3 separate regions of the Gossypium hirsutum genome follow, and regions 1 and 3 are each linked to region 2. Evidence: chromatin contacts called from public Hi-C data. All regions are on one chromosome and are shown on one strand. Each heading gives the region's core, a stretch centred on a gene start, on an enhancer-like site or on the middle of the called end of the contact. The rest is flanking DNA. Distances are from core to core; before and after follow the strand shown. Region 1 holds the start of LOC107896970 (protein CMSS1). Region 2 holds the start of LOC107903760 (mitochondrial import inner membrane translocase subunit PAM16 like 2). Region 3 holds the start of LOC121208480 (importin beta-like SAD2).

Region 1 (4,011 bases), core at 430-2,929, 540 kb before region 2:
AACTCTCATGATCATAAATCTGTAAAAATCACATGAAAAAGGGCTTGGTTACCTTATGAATTTTGGTTGGTCGAATGTTTGAAGCTAAAGTTTTCTTTTCTTCTTTTTTTTCTAATGGTGGCGGTGCTCTTGCGAAAGAAGATGATGGTTTCATTTTTTTATCCACTAACTTTAACTTATATACTTAAATTAAGTTATAACTAATCTTAATTGTTTAGTTTAATCATAGTTTAATATATTTCAACTACTATTAGTTTAAACTTAATGGTAATTATCATCATCATCCACTATCTCAAGATTAATAATGGTTAAATAACCACTTTAGCCTTTTGGATAATTATTATCTAGATCTCCAAGCCTTTTCTTAATTAAACTCAATAGCGGTTGGACTTTTATAATTTAGTCCTTGAGCTTTAATTAACTACATTTTCGGCTAAATTACTTAACTGAACTTTAATATAATTATATTTTAACTTCGTAAAATTCCTATTTTATATTTATGAACTCGGTTTATAGAAATGGGGTTTTGAAGTTGCATTTTTCGACACCATTGGAATTCGGATCGTTACATAAAGTATCAATTTCCTTTATTTTTGGTCCATTTTGTAACGGACATTGAAAAAGTTGTTAGACAACCAGGGGCAAAGCTAGAAATTTTTTTAAAATGGTTAAAATTAAATTGTATATTTTTACGATAATAAAAATACAATTTCACTATTTTAATATCTATATCATTATAATTTTTAAAGGATCAAATTAAATTTTTATTATTTTAGGGGGCCAAAGTGTAATTTTACCTCTACTAATTTAAAATTTAAAAACTTTAAAGGAGTCTAAATAAAAAAATTTTTCATTTTAGGGGGTAGGGCCCCTGCTAGCCCCTTGGCTACGCCCTTACATGCAACTTTGGCCAATGAAAAAGCGTCACGCGACATGTTTTAACCCAATAAAAAATACCACGCGACAATTAAGTTATTTAAAATAAAAAGATTAAATTTAAATTTAAAATTTAAAAAATTATAATATTAAATATTTAAATATAAAAAAACACTTTTGACATTGATCATTTGTTGACTGAGTGTTGACTGACCACATGGTGCTATTAAAACACACCACATATCCTTTTTAAATATTTTTTAGTATTATATATTATAGTGATTAAATATGTAAAAATTATGTAATTTTTTTAAAAAAAGTTTAAATATTTTGTATGAAATTCTAAGTATAAAATTATAAATTTTAAAAAGTCAAAATAATATATAAAAATTGAAAAAAATTATAAAAAATTAAAAGGTATTTAAATTTCAAGTAATTAAAAAAATTGAAATTGAAATATCTTTTTAATTTGATGATTATATATTTTAAAATTTTATAAAAAAAATTATTTGTTTTTTTCTATGCATTTTTATGAATTTTTATATATTTATTTCTATTTTTATATATTTTAATATGTATATATTTTTAATAAAAATATTTATTTTTTATATAAAGAAGTCACGTTACATTTTATGATTGGTTATAAGAATATTTTTTTAACATATTTTAGATATAAATTAAAAAATTAGTATATTTTTAATGCTAAATTAGGAAAAAAAGTATTTTAAATACCAAAATGGAAAAGGAGTATACTTTAAAAGTGAAATAGTAAATTAAGACTAATTGCAACTGAAAACAATTTTGTCCAAGGCAGATCAGCAGCTTCACTGAACGAGTCTAAATAGTGTTGGCCAGTTTACGTTTAAAAACCTAGCTTAAGCTATAAGCATTAGTGAGTGAAGAAAAGCCGCAGTTTGGTCAGGAAAAAAGAAAAAAGCGCAGTAAAGCAATGGGGAGTGGGAAACCGGAGAAAACTCAGAAACCTGGCCGAACCCCTAAACCCTTCGGCCCTAACAATCCCAAATCCCAATCCAAGTTCAAGAAGAAGACAAACACCAAGAACACAGCCAACCGCCAAATCAAAACCAAAACTACCTCTGTTACTGGCAACAACAAGAACAACCAACCGTCGCAGCCGGCATCTCCGTCGCAGCAGCTTCGTTATTTTCTTAGCCAGTTTGAGTCCGCCAATGGTGTCCAACTCTCTTCTCTCGAATTGGAATCAATTAAAGGTAATATTGAAGTTATTAATCGGAGATTATTAAAAACTTGAAAAGGGGGTTTGAATTTCTTCTTCTTCTTTGTTCTTACAATATTGTGTAGATAGTTGTTTTTTGGATGTCTCTCAAGAGTTGGGTCAAGATGTAATGAAGCTAGAAAAACATATAAAGGAAGCTTTTGGTGCCAAATGGAAAGAAGAGCTTTGTGAAGGGAAGCACATTGAAGGGAAAATTGAAGCAGGAAGTCCTGCTGTTCTTGTTGTTGCTCCTTCAGCTTTACGATCTATTGAACTTTTAAGGTTCGTTAGCCTCGGTTTCCTTGTTACATAATTTTCATTCGTTTATGAAAATGAAAAAAAGAAAAGGTAAAATCATAGTTATGTTTGATATAGATATTGATGAATATTTATTTGGAGTGGAGGGTTGGAGAGAAAAGAATAATAGTTTTTTTCATTTAGATAGCAAAGTGGGGAGAAGTGAAAAGAAGAGTAAATTAACCAGAACTTAGGAGTTTTTTGATTCCCCTGTTGTAGGACAGTAGGAGTGCATGTTTGTGAAAATATTTTAAATTTTGATTTATTTTTTATTCTGGCTAAAAAGGGACTGAAAATTTTGTTCTGTTCCTCTAGGGGCATGCGCACATTGACTAAAGAATGCCATGCTGTAAAGCTGTTTTCAAAGCACATGAAGATTGATGAACAGGTAGTTTATTATTGCTCTAAGCCACTAATTTTGAATGCTACATGCTAATTGTTATTTACTATTACTCTTTATGAGTTGGAATCCATGGTGTTGAGAGGTTTGTACTTTTTGTGATGGTGCTACTTAAATGTTCGTTCTTTTGACAATTGATGGGCTGGATAGTTATTTATAGAAGAGTAACTTCAACAAATACATTATATATAACTTGATTTAGAGACTAGAGTTGTTCTATCAGATAGATTACTTCAGAAAGGTTTGATTTAAGGTTGATTTTCAAACTAAAATAGAGTTGAAATTAGAGGAAAAAATAATTTACATGCATATGCCTAGAACATGAGATTCAAGATTTAAACACCTAAACTTTACTTAAAAACGTTCAAAAAGCTTGAAGACATAAGAAGCTTTTAATTAATCTTCATTGCATATACTTCGCACTTTTGGCTGAAGTTCCTGTTTTGACATGATATTATACGGATATGGGAGTAATATTCACGCGTAACTGTGTCCTGATAATATGGCCTAGCTCTCAACAATAGCATTGGTTATATGGTTGCAGTCGTCTACTGTTCTCAAGTATCAAAGGCAATTACCAAGAGCCAGTAGGATTTCAATGTTGGGCAATTGATTGTTAGAGGGTGTAGCTTAATATCAATCTGCAGTTTTTATCCCAACTTTCTTTGATTTTTTGAAGTTTTTATGTTTAGTTAGTAAAATCTGTCTTAGCCTGTTATTTGACTACTTGATTTTGGAGTCTGTGTGTTTGGAGTGTGTGTGATGATGTGGGGTGGGAAGGGCCCTTCACTATTTTAGTAGTAATAGTAGTTTTGTTTGTGGGTTAATTCCAATAATAAACACAAAGGATCCTGAAATTGTTTTTTGATGAAAGGTCCCTCTATTGGGGTGATAAAGTTTTCACGTACACATCTCTAGCTTTGCTGCATAGAAGTAGTGTTCTGGGTTTATCATCAATGTTCTGGTCTTCAAAAGGAATCAGTTCTTAAGTAAACCATTTGAGATTTTGCTTTCACAAATGTGCCAGTTGGTGTCAAAAAGTGATCAAAGACGCAATTTTTGTAATTTATTATTCTGTATCTGAGACTTGGATGTACCATGTAATCTATTGTCATTCTCTCTTTCTCCTCTTCCCCCCCCCCCTCTTCTTTTCTAGAATACAGTATTTCCAAAAATATATTATTAGACAGTCAAGCTTTAC
Region 2 (3,677 bases), core at 1,120-3,619:
ATCTTTAAATATCTTATTAGTCTAACAATTCATGAGAATTTGATATGCTTCTAATTGTTGTTATTATAGCATTTTATACGAATCATTATGTAGTGAAGTTTTTATGTTAAAATCCTTAAAAGATTTAGAACACTAGAAGCAAATAAAAATTCCAAAGAAATTGTTCAATACACTTGAGTAAATTTTTATATGAACTAGAATTTTTTGAACATATGTATTTTTTTTATAAAATGATCATGATCAAAGTTTGCTATAATTATTGTTGAACTTCCTGAAGAGATCAAAATATATTTTCATAAATTTTGTTTTTGCTCATGAGTACTTTTAGAAAAATAATGATATGAACATTTAACAAATATACTCAAGTGATCATTTGAAAAACTAGTATTCAAGAATGAAATACGTAGAATCTAAGATACTATATGATGTTATCATGAAGGGGAATAAATACATAATTGAGGTTTTGCCCCACTAGATTTTTCGAATAAGGTTTTTAATGAGGCAATATGTTATGCGTGTTATAAATATATATTTTCTTTTTCCTTCACTAAGAATTTTTTTCACAAGGTTTTTATCTTAATAAGATTTTAATGTGACATATTATCTTTTGATAGACATCCAATGGAGAGTGTCATAAATATTTTATTATTATAAAGTGGATATCCATTAAAATAAGAAATTTAATATACTTTAGGACTCCGATGTCCATTAGGAGTAAAATTTTATTTCATTTATATTTCTTATGCCTATAAATATAAAATTTGGAGAAGCACTATAAATATTCATAATGATAAATAAAATACTTATTTCTCTCATAATCTCCTCCAATTCCTTGTTTCTTTACTTTCTTGGGTAAAATACAAAAATGGTGTCTAAACTATTGACTTTGTTCTCTTTTGGTCACTTAACTATTAATTTTTTCGATTTCATCACTAAACTTTTTGAAATTAAATATCTTAGTCACTCTCCCGCTAGTTGTCATTAGATGATTGACGAAAAAATGGCGTGATTTTTTTTATTGGTTTAATAATAAATTTAACCCTTTAATATTTACACATTCTATTAATTTGATCCTAAATATTAAAAAAATCAACAAATTTAACCTCTAATGTTTACAAAATTTATCTTTTAAGTTCAATTTTTAGAAAAGCAAATTACTAAACTAATTTCATAAAAAACTTTGATATATAAAAATATTATTTTATTTAATATAATAATTAAAAACTCGTTACCAAATCACTATATAATTACATTTTCCCCTAAATTTTTATTTAAAACATTTTAAAATTAAATTATAAACTTCAATTTTGACATTTTATTTTTAATTTTGTTAAATTTATTAATCACAATTACATCTTCATTTCAAAATTTGGTATACTTTTTAACTCAGTTAAGAGTAAACATAAATCATACTTTTATACATCATAATTTTTTTTTCATCAAATACTAAATTAATTCCTTGGATGCAGGCCATAGCTACAATCTCAGTTTGTTTGAAAAGACGGCAGTGGAAATCAAAACGTCTCTTACGGGCCGAGTAAATCCGTGGAGACTTTGCACAGTTACGCAGGCTGTAAATTGTAATCTTTTCTACTGGTTACACTTTACAGTCAAATGGGCAACTTCTTTGTGTTGCAAGGTGAAAGAATGCATACTCGAGCCGACATTACTTTCCATCTTCGACACTCTCAGCTTGACCTTTTGGGTGCTAACCTATGACAGAATTATTAGTTAATCCTTACATTTATTAGTACTTTAACATATATTAGTTAAGTTTGAGAAAGCTATGGAATGCATGCATGCTTTCTGACATGGGAAGTGAGCTACGGAGTAATATTCGTACCTTGTGGTGAAGACAGCTACACAATAACAATCCAGAAGAGCAAGAAGGTGGGTTGTTCAGAGTAAAAATGCTAAATTTATTGATCTTTTTTAAAATATTGTTGAATAAATTTGTTGATTTTTTTATATATATATATTTAACATCCAATTGATAAAATTATTGGAAAATATGTGATGCTTAAATTTTTATAGTGTTAAATTTATTATTAAACTAATAAAATAACCCACATCAACTCCCCCATCACTTATCTAACTACGATTAAGGGTGAGTGAGTAAAATATTTAATTTCAAAAAATTTAATGACTAAATTAATAATAAAATAATTAAAATAGAAGAAAATCAATAGTTTAATAATTATTTTTGTACTTTACCCTTCTTTCTAAAACATTTTGAATTTGTTTAGCAGAATTTCGTTGTTGGATTCTAAATCCAAAAGATTTGGGCTTTATCACTCATCGATTAATGCAATTTAGCCCAAAAACAATTTGGGTTTCTTACATAAATAATCATTAAAAAAAAAAGAGGAAAGAATCTAACAATTCCAGGCTCCGTAAAAGGTATGGAAGTCGCATAAACTTTCATTAAAAAAAAAAGACCCCCGAAAAAGACTGCTTCGCTTTCTCGAATTTTCCTTCTCCGTTTATCCCTTTTTTCTAAATTTTCTTCCGACAGAAATCAATTTTGTTTTCCCCTTTTTCTTCGGGGTAAAAAGAACCTTTCTCATATAAATCATTGATTAGCTCGAATTTCGATCCATTATGGTACGTTTCTCTATTACCCTTCTCTAATATTTGATCTAATGAATCAGTTGTATGATTTTTCTTCTCTTTTTGTATTTCATTTCGATGAATTATTGTTAAATACAGACAATTATAATGGAACAGAATGTTAAAAATGCTCTTTCTGAATGTTTGTTTGGATGTTTTTAGTTTGCTTGTAAACTTTTAGGTAATTGAGATTCATGATTCATCAATAACTTGGTTAGTAATTTCCTGATAATCTGCTACAGAAGTTATGGATGTTATTGTCTTGGACATAATCTTGTTTCAAGTTAAAATGATCTGGTTCAACTTTTTGCTCTTTTTTAGTATCAGTATGAATTTCGGTTTTTGATTTTGGAAGCGAGTGATATAATTCGAAAGAGTAGGCCAGTTTACAGTGTGTAGTCGAGCTCAAATCATTCAAAACTCGAGCTGAAATGCAAGGCTTGAAGCTCAACTTGAGTTTGATTGAATTTTGCTTTTATAACTGAAGCAATTTGAGATAATAGTCGAACTGGATGAGCTTACTCAATTAAAGTAAAATATAAACTCAGTTTCTATACTCAAGTTTGGATTTGAATTGAAACATTTAATAGTAATTAAAAAGAAAAGGCTCGATTAAGCTCTTAAACTACTTGAGTCAAATACTCAAATTCAGCTCTTTCACTAGCTCGAGATTTGGTCAAGCTGAAATCAAGTTTTTTCAAGCTGAGGCCAAATAGCTTTTGTAATACGAGTGTTTCTTTTGCTCTCTTAGATCTACTAAGGTTGGAGCTTAGTTTTTAGTGCTCTTAAAACCCCAAACTTGAGTGATTTTGCTTGTTGTGTATGTCAATTCTTGCTTCAGTGTCTCTATCTATCTTTCCTTTCTTAATTTTGATGTTATAGGGTGTAACTGTTTTTGTTTGCTATAGTTTGTCATAGGCATCAGCTTCCTTAGTTTTGGACTCTATATTCATTTTATTTTTAAGAATCCAAATGGATCTCAATTCCCAATTGAATCTAGTTACATTAGGTTTTAAATAGGTTTAATGCTTAGTTTTCCCAAACCACCAAATCCGGCATTAAAGTGA
Region 3 (4,321 bases), core at 284-2,783, 870 kb before region 2:
TGCTTATAACCAGAACATTTATCCTTCCTAAAAAAAAAACCAGAACATTTATATTTTTAGGATTTATATTTGATAAATTGACAATTTATAAATATATATTATCAATTAATTAGATGATGGAAAATTATAGAGAGATTAAATAAAATAAATCTAGATGATTTAATTTTTTGTGATGTGTCGATTAAATAAATAAAAATATAAGAAAAGAAAAGATGCGATCATTATTGGTTTGTTTATCCAATTTTGGTGTGAAAACAAAATCCTACATTGAAAATATGTGAATTTAATAAATGGTTAATCTTGGTTGATGGTAATTTGAAGGTTGTATTTATTGAAAAATATTGTAAGTTTTGATGGTTAAGTTTATTGAATTTTTAGAATTTGAATTAAATTGATAATTTTTGTAAACATTGAGGGTAAATTTATTGAATATTTTATATTTAAGATCATAAAATGTGAAAATATTAGAGAGTTAAATTTGTTATTAAACTAATAAAAAAGGACGACATCAACTTTCCGTCACTTATCTAGCGACTAACTGGAAAGTGAATGAAATATTTGATTAAAAAACAGTGATAAAATTAAAAAATTAATAGTTCAGTGACCAAAATAGAATAAAGGCAATAGTTTAGTGATATTTTGGTAGTATACCCAATATATATTAACTATTAAGGGCCAGTTTAACAATACTTTTGAAAAGTGCTGTGAAAAAGTACTTTTGAAAAGCGATTTTGAAAAATTTAGTTTAAAATTTGATTGTTTAACATTGCTTACAAAAAATATTTTTGAGAAATAAAATATCCATTTTATGCATGTTATCAAGTAACAAATATGCATTTAAATAATATTTAAAGTAGTTTATGTTATTATATTTTAGTAAGAATATAAAAAATTATTATAATTTATTATTAATAATTTAATATATGAAATATAAAATTCAAATATTTTTAAACAATAAATGTTAATTATTTATAAAATTTAATTAAAATATATAAACTATATTTTAAATATTTAAATATAACCATTAAATATTTATAATTAATATTTTAAAAAATATTTTTATTTTTAATTAATAATTTTAACATATTTATAATTAAACATTAAAAAAAAGAAAAAAATATTATATTATTAAAAAGGTGAAAAAATGATTAAACACAAAAAATATTTTTAAAAGATAAAAAACTACAAATTTTAACTTATCTTTTTAAAAACACTCCTGGAAAACTAAAAATTTCATCTACATAATTTTATTCCAAAAATAAATACTTTTGAAGATAAAAGTATATTTTTAAAGCATTATTAAACAAGCGTAAGCCATTAACGAATAAATAATCATTTTCTTACAAGAAAACTGAACACAGTCGCCGAGAAATACACGTGCGGGCGCTTTCTCCCTTGCTGCTGACTCTGGTCTCGGGAGCTAAACGTCAAAACGACATCGTTAGAAAGTTGACTGCTTGTAAAAGTAAAACCAAGTAAAGTGTTGCTTTTTTAAGTTAAAAACACAAAACCGTAAACCCTAATTATTTAAATAGCCCCCCCTCTCTTTCTCTCTTTCTCTCAACCTCTAGCTGTCTCCCTCCGCATACTGCCATCTCTTTCTTCTTCTTCTTATTATTTTATTCTTTTTTCAATTTCCTTCTCTTTCTCTCAAGTCTAAACCCTAGTCTCTCATCTCATTGTACTGAATTTGAGCAGCTAGGGTTTAGAATTGTTTTCCTTTTTAAAATTTTTTGATTAAAAAAATGGATCTTCCAAGTCTTACTCTTGTTCTTCAAGCTGCTCTTAGTTCCAATCCTGCTGAACGCAAAGCTGCTGAACAAAGTCTTAATCAGGTTTCTTTTTTTAATTGTTATTAATTGATTTTGATAATTTGTTTTTAGATCAAATGATTGATTTATTGGATTTTGGATTTTGTTTGGTTTCAGTTCCAGTATACGCCTCAGCATCTGGTGAGACTATTGCAGATCATTGTTGATAATAATCGCGATATCGCGGTTCGACAATTTGCTTCTATTCATTTTAAGAACTTCATTGCTAAGAATTGGGCTCCTCATGATCCAAGTATTCAAAATTTCAATCACTTTTTTCTTTGTATATTTTTTTTCTGATGTTTATGTTTATATCTATGAATATGAACGTATATATATTTTTATTTTTAATAAATGTAGATGAGCAACAAAAAATTTCTCCAAGTGATAAGGATGTGGTTCGCGATAATATTCTTGTGTATGTGGCTGAAGTTCCTCCTTTGTTGAGGTAAAATTCTTTGCTGGCCCCTTTTTTTATTGTTCTTTGAATTGTTTACTGTTTCATTGGTAGTGCGTGCAGATTACTTGCGTAAGTTGTAAGATTCATCATATTGGCTTTGTTGCAGGGTGCAATTGGGTGAGTGTCTCAAGACCATTATCAATGCTGACTATCCGGAGCATTGGCTGCGTCTTCTCGACTGGGTAAAGCATAACCTACAAGATCAGCTGGTTTATGGGGCTTTGTTTGTGTTGCGGATTCTTGCTAGGAAATATGAGTAAGCATGCACCATACTTTTCTCTTTTTGTCTGCATGGTTTCTTTGTTGTCGTTTTCATATCTTAATTTTCTTAATGCAAGTTGCTCACTCAAGGTGATTGAAGTATTTGTTTAATTCAACTAGCACTTTTCCATGGCGTTAATGCTTGGGTGCAATATATGCTAGAAGGCAGCTTTCTCTATTTAAAAGTGTTATAATGTTTTAATACAAATAACAACTAATTGTTTCTCTTAATTTGGTGATTGAATTTTTTTTTTGTAATACTAATTTCATCATTTTCTTTATTATTCTAGGTTCAAGTCGGAGGAGGAGAGAACTCCTGTTCAACACATTGTTGAAGAAACATTTCCTCATCTTCTCAATATATTTAATAAACTTGTGCAGATTGACAAACCATCAGTGGAAGTAGCAGATCTAATCAAGCTTGTTTGCAAAATTTTCTGGTCATCAATCTATGTAAGTTTTTAATTTACTGGTTTTATAGTGCATCTTTTTTGTATTTATCACTTGATCTGTTAATGGGGTGCTAAAGGGGAGCTTTTGACATGTATTTTACTTCTTTTTTATATTCATTCCTGTTTTCCATATTCTGTTTGTATTTTTACTTCCAACTTTTTGGCATAATTATGTAATGAAAATTTTCTTATTTGAGATTGTACCTATTATGGTTTGTAATGTTTTGATACGGATTTGTTGATCTTATATGGTGCTATTATTATGAACTCTTGATATCTGCTTATGTTATCACCAATAAAATAATAGGCAGTCTTTACTTTCTTTTTAGTTCTGATGTGCAAAGTTTCTTAATCTATTACTAGCATGCTAATTAATCCAATGTAGAAAAGAATTTTTTGCTGATTTTTGGAGCTGCAGGAAAAATCACATGCCAAATATTTTGAGCAAACTTGTATTATATTTCTACTACAGCTTGTTTCCTGTGACTTGTTTTTATGAGAGGTGTATGATTCATATGCCATCTTTGGGCTATTGTCTAATTTTCAGTTGGAGATTCCAAAGCAGTTACTTGATCCAAATGTGTTCAATGCTTGGATGATGCTTTTCTTAAATGTTCTGGAGAGGCCTGTACCTCAGGAAGGCCAGCCTTTAGATCCTGAGCTCAGGAAATCATGGGGGTGGTGGAAGGTGAAGAAATGGACCGTACATATTTTAAATAGGTTATTCACTCGGTATGTTTTTAAAATTGCAACATGTTTTGAAGTAATTTATGATAGGGCTCATGTTATTAGGCATTTTGTGATTTTTGTGGCTATTTGATAGGTTTGGAGATTTGAAGCTTAGGAATCCAGAAAACAGGGCTTTTGCTCAAATGTTTCAGAAGAATTATGCAGGAAAAGTTTTGGAATGCCACTTAAATTTATTGGGCATTATTCGTGTTGGAGGCTATCTTCCTGACAGAGTTACCAACCTTGTTCTTCAATATCTAAGCAGCAGGTTCGCAATATCTTTCTGCATAAGTCATACCAATTGCTGGTGCTTTTGATGTTCTTTAGTCGGTGTAAGATGTTCATTTATTCTTTTGTTTGAGCTGGCTATTATTTCAGGATAACTGGACCATACAATTCTTTAGGCTAGAGGTAGCCTGCATTTAACAGAAACAATAGCATTGCAGTAATTATTTTCTTTCCAGTGTTACCTGTTACTTTCTTTCTATTGCTAGGAGATAGAGAGTAATGTGCTGAGCTTCTTGATGGATTTATGATTACCTAAGCATTTAACAGAAACAATAGCGTTGCAGTAATTATTTTCTTTCCAGTGTTACCTGTTACTTTCT

What was found. A called contact is a pair of places that touch in the nucleus more often than the background predicts.
Region 1: a contact with region 2 is called in a Hi-C map of leaf, with 2.5 times the contacts expected there. The contact joins the promoter of LOC107896970 here to the promoter of LOC107903760 in region 2. A contact is called at or near these places in 9 of 34 Hi-C or Micro-C datasets (anther, callus, hypocotyl and 2 more).
Region 3: a contact with region 2 is called in a Hi-C map of leaf, with 2.8 times the contacts expected there. The contact joins the promoter of LOC121208480 here to the promoter of LOC107903760 in region 2. A contact is called at or near these places in 3 of 34 Hi-C or Micro-C datasets (hypocotyl and leaf).

The regions. Positions count from the first base shown.
Region 1 is chrA10:77,639,421-77,643,431 of Gossypium_hirsutum_v2.1, reverse strand. It overlaps LOC107896970 (protein CMSS1), which reads left to right and starts at 1,679. Exons shown (of 6, transcript XM_016822291.2): 1 at 1,679-2,108; 2 at 2,200-2,395; 3 at 2,726-2,798. The coding sequence starts at 1,826.
Region 2 is chrA10:77,104,672-77,108,348 of Gossypium_hirsutum_v2.1, reverse strand. LOC107903760 (mitochondrial import inner membrane translocase subunit PAM16 like 2) reads left to right here and starts at 2,369. Exons shown (of 4, transcript XM_016829908.2): 1 at 2,369-2,604. The coding sequence starts at 2,602.
Region 3 is chrA10:77,977,070-77,981,390 of Gossypium_hirsutum_v2.1, reverse strand. It overlaps LOC121208480 (importin beta-like SAD2), which reads left to right and starts at 1,533. Exons shown (of 22, transcript XM_041079212.1): 1 at 1,533-1,835; 2 at 1,929-2,064; 3 at 2,172-2,259; 4 at 2,378-2,527; 5 at 2,823-2,985; 6 at 3,532-3,716; 7 at 3,808-3,981. The coding sequence starts at 1,746.